Linked DNA regions of Danio rerio: region 1 is linked to region 2. A link is a contact called in public HiCAR-type data. All regions are on one chromosome and are shown on one strand. The core of a region is the stretch at or near the end of the contact, and the rest is flanking DNA. Distances in the headings are between cores, read along the strand shown. Region 1 holds the start of cadm4 (cell adhesion molecule 4). Region 2 holds the start of rps19 (ribosomal protein S19).

Region 1 (7,586 bases), core at 45-2,544, 320 kb after region 2:
CATTAATCCCTTGTTTTAGGATTAGACTTCAAAACTAATATACAAATACATCTGCAAAGTTTTTAATTGGTTATCCGTAGAAACCACAATCTTGCTGCTGGGCTTTATATCAGAACAGGTGCAATTAAACCCAACACTGGTAAAAGACATCTAATAATCTCTTCTTTTTTCATCCAATGCTATTTTCTCCCTTGATTAATAATTATCAATTTGAGCCTCATCTCATAAACAGATGGCACAGCTTGAAGAGCAGAATTAAACGGCCAGCTAGTATCTCCAAGATGCTCGAGTAAATCCAAATCCCAAGACAACAGCAGATGCACTTATCATGCGATGGCAAGCATGAAATACGCGGCCCGTGTTGGGAATTGCACTGACAAGTCTTGTATATTTGAGACTGATTTGGGACAGTAACTCCTGCGCAGAGGAGCCCAGAGCGGGACCTCCGAACTGCAACAATCCGCTGTGACACGAAACTGCGCTCGTGCACTGACTGTCGCAATACGTACACCTCGACATCCCCAAAGGACATCGGTAAACGAGGGAGCATTACGTATACAACAAAGAGAAGAAATCACAGCGGGTAGAATCTGAACAATGATGCGCGCGAGCATCAACATAATAATAACACTGCGGAGGAAGACACATGTATGCGTGAAATAGATCGACAAAGCGCGTGCATGTGCAGTTATTAAGCATGTTACTAGTGCAAACGGAGTCAGCTGAGGTGCAGGTGAGTGACGCAAACTAATGAGGGAAAATAACGACTATTAGCATATATAATAGCAGAAAAGCCCGTAAACAGAAACAAAAAGAAGAACTTTAGGAGAAGCTACTTTAATTTCGATTTAGTCTAACTGTTAAAGGCTTTACGTGGTTTCTGTCACATTTCATGCTGACGCGCTGTAGGAGAAATGCATATGTCGGTGTGTTTACACAAGCTGCGCACTTTTCTATACATCCCTACATATGTTTTCTTTGAGTAAGCGTCCATGACAAGTTAACTTCCAAAGTGTGTATAGCCTGAATAAATAGTCTTACCTGTATGCGAGTACAGGAGCAGCAGGAGAGGAAGCGGGGCCCAATACTTCCAAACAGAAGAAAATGCCATCATCATGTGTGTGTTATTCCGATCTCTCAGTTTATTCCTCTTCCTCTGATGGGAATTAGAATAACATGAGCGCGCAGGCTTTCACCTACGAGTTGTGTCTTTCCTCAACTCCAGTGTTCGCTGGAATCGGTTGTGTGTTACATACTAGTACTCACACACACACATACACATGCACGCTCTCAATGAAAGATGAAATGTAAAATGTAGCAGGGCCGGTTTTTCTTGGGCTCAGCCACAACCAATCGGATTTGACAATGACCGGCGCGCACACCCAATCAGGGCGGGGTATGATTAATATTATAAGATAAATAACCGTTTGTTTTTGATCAGAAAGACGGCGGATTCATGACACTGTAATAACAGCCTCTGCTGGAATGAGTCCTGCCTTCCAAACGAGCCACTCCATATACACATATATTAACTTGATGAATTACAGTGGCGATCGATAAAGTTTTTGAACGCTCTGAATATAAATAATTGGAATTTACTGGAAGACTGGGCTTTTTAAATGAGTCTCTATCTGGATCCGTCAGAGATAAATGACAGATTCACTGACGGGACCCATTCAGAACAAGGAATTAGAAAGTGATTCATTCTGCTGTGAGGAGTGTACAGATCGACGAGCAGAATCAACGCGATCATTAGCGAGCAAGCTGGCATGAAAGCAGCTCGAGCACGACTTTAATATCTTCCTCAAACTCGCGTAATTAAAACCGAAAACAATTTGTTGGCTTTCTTGGGGAATTCATAGCTTGTGTTTAGCGACACCGTGTGATGATGTGAGGAATAACAATTTGGTTTTCAATGGGGAGGCACTGAGGATGCTATAGGGCTAGTTGTCGTCATGCTAGTTCATATTTTTCTCAATATATTAGGCTACAATGAAATCTTATAGAACAATTTTAAACTTTGCTGACTGAATGTTGTCACACAAGATGGGGAAAGTAGTCACATATTTAGTTTTTATGCAACATTGCAAAACAAAATCTACATTAAAAATCCATAATTTTCTGGCATAAAGTAATATGCAACGCATTGATTTTTTAAAAATTATAAAGTACATTTTAAAATACATTAAAAACATGCTTAATATACAGTTGATGGCAAAATTTACTTCTCCTGTAAAATTATTTTTCAAATATGTCCCAAATGTTGTTTAACCGAGAAAATATTCATTTATTTTAACACATTCTATACATAGTTTTATTATAGTTTTAATTATAAAGTTGTATAGTTTTGATATATTCTAATCACTAATTTAAATTGTCTTTACCTTGATTACAGAACATAATATTGCAGAAAAAAACAATATTAAAAAGGCATAATATCCTGCATAATTAATTGTTTAATTAATGTAAGGCGTTGACAGATTGATTCTAAATTAATTTTTTTTTTCTTTTAAAAAAACATGTTTTTGTTAAACAGTTGAAGGCTAAAGTAGTCCTCCTGTTAAATGTTCCTTCTTTTTTTAAATATTTCCCAAGTAACTGAGAAAATATACATTTATACACATTCTTATACATACACATATTTTTATACACATGAAAGTTTTTTTTTTTTTCTGTTAAACGTCATTTGGGAAATATCAGAAAAATAATAAAGATTTTAACTGTATATAAACAGAACATTTCCTGTCATTTTCTACAAGGACATTCATTTATATGCTTCTTTAATATAACAAATTGTCTATATGCTTTCCCACAAGATCAGTTAGATAGCATTATAATGTATTGCTAACTTTTTCTTAGAATAAGCAATATTTAATCATTTTAAACATTAGTTAAAAACCTACAGCTGTGCATAGTGTATGTTTGCAAATGCATCATAAAAAGAAAATAAAATAAAATTAATAACCATGTTCATGTTAATTAATGTTAACATATATAACCTTACTGTAAAGGGTTATACAATTAATAGTTATTATGCAGCACAAAAAAGCACATGTAAAAGATACATACTGTATGAATCAATATCATTGATATGGCCAACAATCATTGTAATATTGTAATGTATGCCAGGTTTTATGAAAAATACTGCTGTATTGGTTACCTAATTCAGACTTTAGGTTCAAATCTATCTTCATAAATTAGAATTGTGTGAATATATGCTGGTGTTGTGAAAATACATGTTTAAATTATTTATTTGTTTGTTTGTTTATTCAGGACATCATTTACCAAAGAAAATGTATAATTTAATCAAGATTTTTGAACTGTGTGAAAGCTTGCCCTGATATTCTCTATACTATATACTGTTGAATATAATATTACTTTTATGCTTCTTTTTTAGGTGAAAACAACAAATTGTCTATATGCTAACATTATCCCGTATGTTTACAAATTGTTATACATTTGTTATGTTATTTAATAACTGTAAACCTTAGTTAATAAACATTGAATGTTTATTAAAAATAATTAGCATTAGCTAAAATTAATAGCTACTATATTTGATGTTAACAAATGTAACCTTACTGTAAAAGGTTACAAGGTTAGTAACTATGAAGCACAAAAAACAAAACAGCCTAAAATACATATCAATGTCATTGTTATGGCCAACAAACATTTTAACATTGTAATGTATGCCACATTTAATACAAATACTGCTGTCCTGGTTACATAATGCAGCCATTAGGTTCGAATCTATCTTCATAAGTCATACTTGTGTGAGTATATGCTGATGTTATGAAAATGTATAATTTTCAAATTATTTTAGAAATTATTATTTTTAATATTATGCAAATAAGGACATAATTCACACACCAAAAAGTTAAAGAGTTTTAAACTGTGAATTCCCTATAAAGTATTTGAAAAACAAGCTTTGATAGTCAGGTTAATTTTAAACTTACCACATATTATTAAAAAATTAACTCAGATGTTAAAATATGTCCAGTAACAACAGCCAAATAAAAGGGAAAAAAAGAACAAAACTCCTTGCAACAAAATACAGTATGTTTTGTTTTTACTGTTTCCTATTAGAGAGACAACTGCTTTTTCTAATTATTTTTACTCATAAAACCACTTATAAGACTCTACTGTACCAAGAAAAGGGCAGCCAGAAACTGAAGGATTTCCTACAGTACATTATTTGTTCACCTATTCAAGATAAAAATAACAGTTTGCTTTGCTTCTTTTTTTCTACATACAGTACAGTGAGTCACAGTTGCCAGGGTGTTTTATAATTAGCCTGCACACATCAAACCTTTTGAAAGTATTTGGTCTAAGCATAAATAATTTGAAGCAAACATGCCACTTTAATGAGAAAAAAAACTATGAATGAACAAGCAACATAGTAGGTGAGTACCCTAAGACGTTAAAAAAATAGCTTCACACATCACTTTTATAAATCCAAAGTGAATTGGAATTTCAAACCAAAGTATTTAGGCAGCAACTTAATGTTTTTTGATGTTTGGGATTATTTCTAAGTAAACAGTGCTGGGGGAAAAGAGGGTTTATATAAATCAGAAGTGTAGGACATGTCCTACAGCACTAAAAACTGCAGTAAAACAGTATACATTTAAAAGATTTATTATGCAGGACTCTTTTTTTATGAACGTCCATTATCTAGATGATGTAAAAGTGAAACGTTTGACCCTTTTGGAGATTTTTCTGCTGCAGGCCATGTACTTTGAAGATCCCCAAGAGAAAGCAAAATTAAAAGGGGGGAGTTTTCCTTTTAGGTCCATAGCCATTTTAAGTTGTGCTACTCCAAAGAGCTTACGGTGCAATTATTTCCTCTTTTTCAAGGACTTTGTGAATAACCACTGTAGAGGACGAGAAATCTTGAATAATTTGTGTAATAATATTGTTGTATTCCATTTCGTGTACCTCCGGTAATGAACTGTCATCGTTAAAGCACACCAAACACAGTTATTAATGGTGGCTTCTGGTCAGCCGCACAATGGCAATAAAAGCCACACAAAATGAAACACAAATATAGCAGACAGGAGAAATGAAATGAGCGGCTATGATAATGTTTGCAGTGATGAACTGCTAAGGTTAAAGCATTGGAGGGTAAAATTAAGAAACACACTTGTGGTTATGTGGTGTGTGTGCTTATAGTGCGGGCAATTCCAGTTCATGTTGTTTGTGGAAATGTCAAACCAAGCTGGGCTTGTGGCAGCATGTAAAGATTAGATATTGTACATTCTGAAAGAACACCTCAGGACTGCCTCGAGGCCTTTATGGATGTATTTTCCCCGTTTCTTTTGTATTCAAAGAGCTTTCTGACACATTCTCAGCTTTATTCATGGACTTGACAGAAATATTGTATATTTAGTTACTACCCACTGGGTATAATACCAGCCCAGAATAAAAATGAAGCATTATTTCTTGCTATATGAATTGGTGTGGTTCCATTGACAAGTCTGATTAGCTTCAGTCCCTCTCTTTGGTCACCAGTTGTTACTATTGTGCCAGGTTAGTTCCTATTCTGAAGTAGAAACTAAGTTTTAACAGTATGTCTGATCATTTTTTTTTCTTCTGGAAAAAGTTTTATTTCTTTTATTTCAGTTAGAATAAAAGCAGTTTTTTTATTTTTTTAAATCTCATTTTGAGGTCACATTATTAGCCCCTTTAAGCTATATATTTTTTTAATAGTGTACAGAACAAACCATGGTTATACAGTAATACAATAACTTGCCTAATACACACACACACACAGACACACACACACACAGACACACACACACACACACATATAAATACTGTGACTATTCTTGCTTCCTTGCTCTGTTAAACATAATATATATATAAAATGGTCAACAAATCAAACGAAGATGTGTTATGTATAAGAACATGTCTGGCTGAGAACAGGTATTTATTTATAGCTAAGAAGTCTGAAATGAAAAAGAGCTTTTTATAAACAGAAGCAATGGCATTTACATAGAGATGAACTCTCTTGAGATTTCTAAGCAAAGTTGAGCATACATTAATGTCTATCTTAATTAGATCAGTAACAACACTGCAGGGTGATTATGTTGTAAAATGATTTTAATAGCTTTAAATTCAAAGATACAGAGAAAAAAAATAATCAAACTTGTGTAAAAAGTGCAAGAGTTTGAAAGTGCTTCAAGAGTAATTGGTTCAGTGTTGGTTTGGATCTTATCTACTGTCTTTCAAGTGAAGCGGAACATTTATGTACTTATGTAAAGCAATACCCACCAAATTTATTCATCTGACTAAACGATAGTGCAGCTCGCAGACGCTGGTTTTCCTAAAAAGAAATCTTAATCGCTTTGAAGAAATACACCAACCCCAAGACTGGTGGGAAGAAAGGAGCGTTCAATGTCACCTCGCAAAAACATCTTTTCAGCATTTCTCAATTTTGCAGGATTGTTGAATCAATACAGAGAAAATTGCACACCTTTTGTTGAAAAGCACTGCTGCCATCCATGCTGGAAAGGACTTTGGATAAAACCACCATTTGTCCTGTCTTTGTATATATACTTTTTTCGATTCCCCCCATAGACAGTCTTCTAATTACATATCTGAATAAAGACCCGAGAGCATAACAAAATCTATGTGCAACACTCTCATTAACTCCCTTCTACTCTGAATAGCCAATACAGCCTCATCTTTTTCCTCTTGTCTTCTTTTCTCTCCTCTCCAGTCCTCCATCAATCTCACTCTTTACACCAGCGGCTGCTTGTCAGAAAGAGTGGAGGGTAGAGACTCCACGCTGGACCTGTAGATGGGTTTCTTCTGGGAACGGTCATCACTGAGAGGATGAGAGAGGAAAATATGACAAAGTGAGTGTTTTATCGGCCAGAATAAGGTGCTTTATGGACATATTTCCCAAGCCTGTTCCTTGAGGCACATCATCACTACACATTTGCACTCATCAGCTCACTAACAGAGACTCCCACTGCATCCAAAATCACACACTTGCCATAAAGCGTGCATTCAATGGACATTTTACTACCCAAGGAGGCAGTGGGAGAGGATGTATCCATTTATTTAATAAAGAGATGCGACTGACGCCGACAGGTCATGTGATAATAACATGATGTGAGGTAATACATAGGAATTTCATTCATAATATTTAGAACATACATTTTAATGCTTATGATTTAAGTTCAAATTCAAATCTAGCTTCAGATAGATGTGATTTTGGACACTGAAATGTCCTGAAAAGCATTGTCACATGAAAGAGACATTAAAAATATGCACTGTCAGTATGTCTTTGTTGAAAAACGCACAATTATAAGATTAAATGTGTGCACTTAAAAAAAGTCCACTGTGGTTTTTGGACAATTACATATTGCTGTCCCATCAGAATGGGCTCTATATTAAGGTATTGGGCAGAGTGATCATTCATTCAACCAATTCACTTAGTGGTTCATTCAGGAGCAGTAGTTCTCAGTACTTTCACCTTTTGTGATGAATTTCTTGAATAAACATCTCAATTACTGTATAACTGTATGTAACCATCTAGATATTTCTAGCTCGATGTCAGCCCTCGCTTGTTACTTTTATTTTGG
Region 2 (7,043 bases), core at 1,339-3,838:
GCACTTAATTTTGCATGCATTGTTATTCTGACCTTAAGTGACAATCTCGGGCGTGTGGATTCCTTGACCATTTACAATAGATTTTGCACTCGCGCTCCCCGAGTCTCTCGTAACTAGGTGACCATAAACCATTTTTTCAGAGGATGATAAATGGACAAACAATTGTAGTGTTTGAATGCACCGTTTGTCTCGGGTAATTAGTTGGTCGTTATTACTGAAATGTGTATATTCCATACAAAGTGTGAAGCAGATTGGATAGTTCTACTTGACATGAATCACGATGCACTTGTAGCATTTGGAAAAGTTTAGACGTTTTCAACTAGGTGCTGCTGAAAATGCACGTCACTCCCATAGGTGCATCCTGCAAGTTACACGCCTCCATTGGAATAGGATTGCTTCCAAGGGCCACGTTTAACAGATACATTTTTATAAAACCACAGCCTTCATAAAGCTACATTTAAATTTTTTTTTTTTAAATCGATATTGACAATGGTGTTCAGTCAATAAATATTGATACCAAGTTTATCGCCCAGCCCTAGTTCTGAACCATGTAAATCACTGTTTAAATTTAAGTATATACACTTGAGAAATACTTTCTGCTATATGAGTACTAGTAACATTTAAAAGCATCACTACAATCATATAGTTCATTTAAAACACTTTTAATCTTGACTACTGTAAACGCCAAGTAAGTATTTACAATAAGGTAATTTAATATTTTATTAAAAAAAATAAAAAAAACGAACATGTGATATGCCACAGAGTAGACCTTGTACAAGTTAACAAAAGCCATTCACAATGCATCTTCCTTGCTTCTGACAAATAATGACATGACATTTACTAATGAATCAATGCAATATACCTAGCAGGAGGCTTAAAAACAGCTCAAATTAATGAATACACAGCCAGCATGTGTATTTTAACGTGCAAATGTTGCATGAACTTTGTGCACTAAGAGCAACACACAAAAGCCAGCCTTCCATGCAATCAGGGTATCTTTTGTCTATTCTGTAACCATTTTCAAGCCAAAATATTGAAAATTGAGGCTATTTATCAGCCTTTTTCAAAAAAAAAAAATCTTGGCTCAGTTTTTATTTTAGAACAGAAAAACGGATAACACTTAAATTCATTATACACATGTAGGTGGTGTGTATGTGTTATATATATATATATATATATATATATATATATATATATATATATATATATATATATATATACACATACACACACACACACACACACACACACACACACACACACACACACACACACATACATACATACATACATACACACACACACACACACACACACATATATATATATATATATATATATATATATATATATATATATATATATATATATATATATATATATATATATATATACACACATACATACACATATTACACACATCTATCTATCTATATATATGGGATATGGAATGGACGAAAGTTACACTGATTCTATGCATGTCCATAAGCTATGATAAAACATGAAAAACTCACCAGCTCTGATGTAGAACCAGTTCTCATCACAGGGAGCCAACTCCTTATGCTTAGCAAGTTTGACAATGTCAACCCAATCTGGCACCTTCAGCTTCCCCGACCTTTCAAAAGACAAGGGTTCATAATTAGCTAAAACACACACATGCTTTTATCACAAAGTCTCAAGCATGATTACACAGCAGTCAACTTTAGAAGTGGACCAAAAAAACGTTTCAAAATTGTCCCAAGACCAGGACTTGTTTAATGGTTTTAGGACAAATTTGATGAAAAGTTTTAACTCGGTTCAAATGTTAACTACTGAATTACAGCACGTTCAATCATCACTGAACATAAATATAAAATGTACTGACTTTTTGAGGAAGGCTGCCAGCGCCCGGACAAACTCCTGCTGGTTGACGTCTTTCACTGTTACACCACCTGGCATCTGAAAACGAATTAACATCAAAACCTATATTAATATTTAACAGTAAAGAAAACAAATCGCATAATACGTATAGAAAGCTAACATCGATGTGTTACTTTTTAATCAGTGTTCATGCACAATGTGGTTAGGGGCAGAACAAACCTTGCTGTTATCAGCAATACTTTATTTACAATATAATACGCATTTGTGGTTGTTGATACGTGTAACGTTAGTTGAATGTTCTGAGACAACGTGTGTGCTAAAAGCTAACAACCACGCTTATGTCTGCCTTATGTATTGAGCACACATCGTAACGCTAAGGACTAACAAAAAAACAACTTATATGGTTGTTTTCTTAAACCACGTAACGAATACTAGTAACTTTTATTAACTCAGGGCCTATCGTTACATCTTAACAAAGCAAAAGATGTAAAGCGGAGCAGGCCTCAGTGCACCTCCATGGGCGCAGCCATTGGAAGACCGGGGATTCTTAGCATGCGATCTCGTTTTTCAAATAAACTGTCATTTTGCGTGTCATTTTATGAATAGTCGGGAGTTCACATGAGTGCCACTATATACTAAGATGAATTTATGCACGAAATACTATGAAATACTGTTTAAAAGTCGCTGAATAGTCTAGAAAGACGCGGAGTATGATTTACCTTGCTTGTGGACAGCAAAAGGAAGAGGCACGCGCAGGGTTTCCTAAGCGTGTTAACAGGGGCGAGTCACGGTTCTTATCGCGAGACTTGAACACTGGAGGTTTACTCTGCTATACAACTTCCTTCACGTGCAAAATAAACAAACTGTGGATGTCTAACAAGAATGTTTAAAATAATAACAACAATAATAATAATAATAATAATAATAATAATAATAATAATAATAATAATTATAATATTAATAATAATAATAATAATAAATAAATAAATAAATAAATAAATATTAATACATTACATTACATCTAAATTTAATGATGCTTATTATTAAAATTCTGTATGTGCTCAATCCATACATATAAATAAAATAATAGCATTTTAAACTTGTTTTTGTCTTAGTTAATCTTAGTTAATCAACTTACTCTACAACAGGCAATAAAAGTAATTAATTGAATTGCAAGAAATAAAATTACAGACATTATGGTAACGTTAATACTTCAGTGGTAGCCTATTTAAAATGTGAGGCCTTTTTGCTAAACATCCTTAGGCATACAGTCCGACGAGCTTAACTTTGTCCATATAAACCTTGCCAAAAAAGATAGATAGAACATAGGCTAAGCTTTCAAATTGTATTTTTGACTATAATATTAAACCATGTTGACATAAAAAAAAATTAGCCAATGCTTCCATCTTGATTTGTGTTTATAGGAAAATCATTGTCTATTTATTATTGTTTTCTAATGTCTGTAAATCTGTGTAGGCAAAGAAAAAAGAATGAGAAAAGAGAAATTATTTGGGGAGTAATCTTGATTATTAATAACAACTGATAACATTACTTTTTGTCTGTTCAATTATATTTTTTGGTAAATAATGAACTATTAAAGAAATGTCAAAAAATTTTATTAACACCAATTCTGCCTGTGAAATGTTTTTTTTTTCTCTCTCTCTCTCTCTCTCTGTATATAGCCCATCACAACACTAAACTTTAAATCAAAGACCATCACACATTATTTAAAAAGCAAAAGTTAGTCAGTCTGAGCATTTTTAGAAACATTTAATCCCCAGCAACAAATTGTCACAATGTGAGCAACCATTGACATAATGACATGCCTGGGCACTGTAATATAGCATTTGAGCTGCTGCTCTTTTTTAAATTTTATTTATTGATTTACAATTGAGATGAGGTGACGCAGTGAGTAGCGCTGTCGCCTAACAGCAAGAAGGTCGCTGGTTTGATCTTCGGCTGTGTCAGTTGGTGTTTCTGTGTGGAGTTTGCATGTGCTCCCTATGTTGGCGTGGGTCTCCTTCGGGTGCTCCGGTTTACCCCACAAGGCCAAAGATATATGGTATATAGGTGACTTGGGTATGCTAAAATTGTTCATAGTGTACTGTATGTGTGTGAATGAGTGCCTATGGATGTTTCCCTGTTATGGGTTGCAGCTGGAAGGGCATCCGCTGCGTAAAATATATGCTGGATAAGTTGGCGGTTCATTCCACTGTGGCGACCCCAGATTAAAGAAGGGACTAAGCCGAAAAAAAAAGAATGAATGAATGACAATTGACAATGAGGATGCATTGTTGTTTAATCAAAATGTTTTTCCTCAATGCTGCAAGGCCTTTATGTAAAAAATCTTACAATGTCAGCCAGGGGCGTCGCTAGACCCCATTAACTGGGGCATGTGCCCGAGTAAAAATTGACAGTGGCCCAGTAAATGCTTTAAAATTTTATATGCAGGTGTATTAAGAGTGGTAATGCCAGAAAATTCTTTATGTGCAACCAAACCAACGCTGATAAAAGCAATGTATATATTTACTTTGGTATTTATTTATTTGCATTTTGTTTATTAATTTAGTCACATAAAAATTGTATAATCATTAGAATTAATTGAATACTTACTATTAGAAATATTAGAAATATTTTAATGCAAAAAAGCAAAACAAATTAAAACTAACTAAAATAAAAAATAATCAGAACCTAACTGAAGCAGACTAAAAAAAATTAAAATGGCAAGACAGTTTAAAATAAGAAAATCATAGATAATTAAAAAAAAAAAAATATATATATATATATATTTTTTTTTTTTAAGTAATTAATTAATTAATTATTTATTTATGTTTTTTGAATGGGGTGCTGTGTCCCAGTAGAGCTTTATGTCTAGCAACACCCCTGATGTCAGCTCACATTTGAGTTTTTAACCACAATTATTCATTCATTAATTCATTTTCTTGTCAGCTTAGTCCCTTTTTTAATCCGGGGTCGCCCCAGCGGAATGAATCGCCAACTTATCCAGCAAGTTTTTACACAGCGGATGCCCTTCCAGCCGCAACCCATCTCTGGCAAACATCCACACACACATTCACACACACACTCATATACTACGGACAATTTAGTCTACCCAATTCACCTGTACCACATGTCTTTGGACTGTGGGGGAAACCGGAGCACCCGGAGGAAACCCACGCGAAGGCAGGGAGAACATGCAAACTCCACACAGAAACGCCAACTGAGCTGAGATTTGAACCAGCAACCCAGCGACCTTTTTTCTGTGAGGCGACAGCACTACCTACTGCGAACCCTTTCTCGCCTACCCACAATTATTTTATTTTAAAAGACTACCATTTAGACTATTATCAGTATGTTTTTTAATTTTGTATTGTATATGCTTTTTCCCTCTTTTGTAAGGAACTAGTGTGCTGTTGACTTGCATTTCAAGAATCATGTAGAAACGTTTCTTTTTTGAAAAATAGCCTACATCTCCAATGGCCTGGAGTTATGTATTAACAGTGAATTAAATTTTTTGCATGAACCATCCATTTAAAACTCTCATGTGAAGTTCAATTGACATTTTGTTCCTTTAAAGAAGACAATTGAAGCAGCTTTATTGAACCATGGTAGAAATCTATCATTTCATACCCTGCTGAGAACTGAATTAGTTCATGTGCATCGACACCTAACTCCCAAACAGATAAGCGCTTCATCTTCCCTTCATTCTTCTTTCCTCAAAATCATTCCTGTCATATCTGTTTACTTTAGAGATAGGGTCCTGGTGTGTGCAAATCGGTGATGGTGTGTGTCTCCCTCAGACTGTGCATATCTGAAAGTGTGTGTGTGTGTGTGTGTGTGTGTGTGTGTGTGAAGTCTTCATGTGTTCCTGAATGAAATTGATGTTTATTTATGGTAGCCACGCTGCCCTTTGTACTGGCCAAATGGAATGGTTTTGCTCACACTTCAATAGACTGATAAGCCTCCATACACTGTATTGAAAAGAAGAGTTGTGGTTAAAATAGTTTTATTATGTGTTTGCTCTCTCCACCGGCACATTTGAGACTCACGGAGCCGTGAGGGGAATTTGGTGGCGGGAAAACAGAGCTGACGGGTCTCTTTGCGTCTAATTACGGTAATTTCAACAAACCTCTTTCTCTCAATTTTACTCAGTTGTAAACATGTTGGTGTTTTAATTAACACATATCCTGTTCTTTTCCTCACTAGAGGGCCGTGAATGCACGAGCGTTTGTTGTATCGCTAGTTGATTATCCGGAAAAATTAATTGTGCGGAGAGTGAAGTGCAGACGCATTACAATAGGAGTGACACAATGAGACGACTTCTAACTTTTACACCATTAATTACTTCGGCTAATCAATTTGTTTGAGTGAGGAAAACAATAAAAGAACTGCAGACCCGGCGGCCCAGCTCGAGCAGAATTACGGGATTGCGCAATCATTGTTCATTACTATAAGCACTCACGGGCATTTCCGACTGATTACTGTCAGTGGCTTTTGAAAGGTCATATTCATTATGATAAAGAGACAGGTGGCATATTGAAGCGTTTCGGGGGATATTTTAACAGCTATTTTTAACGCAAATATGTTTTCCATTGTCTGGGCACAGAATGAAATAACCTGTCTGTCAGAGCAGGAAGGCAAGTACGTGATGTGGTTGTCATATCGTCTGTAACGGTGTGCGTGACTTTTCAGCCATTCCCCACTCTGTTTAGACTGTGATTACACACTGTGTGTGGATTCACTGTCACAGCAATCTCCGCTAACCTTTTCAACTAAGTGTAAACCAACACAAATGCCATAATCTTGTTACTTTTTTGTATCAAATGTCCCTGTGTAAAACGCGGGTTAATTATTTGTAAAACAATTTGTAGCAAGAAAACCGCAAATAATTCTATGAATAGGCCCACACGGGATTGGCAGTATGATACATGTATTTCAAATATTTAAATTACAAAAAAAGTATTTTGTGATTTGTATTTGATGGGGTTTATGTAAACAAGTTTATATTTTCTATCAAAATACTTCTGTATTTTAGCATTTTTAAAATACTGTAAAATACTTTAAGTCTATGATGACTTCATAAAAATGCGTCCGATTGATGTTCTCAGTTATTTGCTTTGAGATCAGAATAGAAAACTGATTAAGAAGGTACGGTCAATTATTGAAGTATGGATGGAAATTAT

What was found. HiCAR-type assays count read pairs that join an accessible place to other places.
Region 1: a HiCAR-type map of caudal fin shows a contact between it and region 2, with 6 times the contacts expected there. The contact joins the promoter of cadm4 here to the promoter of rps19 in region 2. A contact is called at or near these places in 2 of 18 Hi-C or Micro-C datasets (caudal fin and an unstated tissue) and 2 of 4 datasets of contacts at active chromatin or transcription factors (caudal fin and embryo).

The regions. Positions count from the first base shown.
Region 1 is chr16:25,810,231-25,817,816 of GRCz12tu, forward strand. It overlaps cadm4 (cell adhesion molecule 4), which reads right to left and starts at 1,295. Exons shown (of 8, transcript NM_001007428.2): 1 at 1,042-1,295. The coding sequence starts at 1,111. It overlaps si:ch211-79k12.3 (a long non-coding RNA gene), which reads left to right. Exons shown (of 2, transcript NR_186760.1): 2 at 1-347. si:ch211-79k12.1 reads right to left here. Exons shown (of 7, transcript NM_001083848.2): 7 at 6,079-6,823. The coding sequence ends at 6,736.
Region 2 is chr16:25,485,934-25,492,976 of GRCz12tu, forward strand. rps19 (ribosomal protein S19) reads right to left here and starts at 2,589. Exons shown (of 6, transcript NM_200750.1): 1 at 2,580-2,589; 2 at 1,865-1,938; 3 at 1,515-1,615. The coding sequence starts at 1,938. It overlaps LOC141378058, which reads left to right and starts at 5,801. Exons shown (of 3, transcript XM_073925410.1): 1 at 5,801-5,974.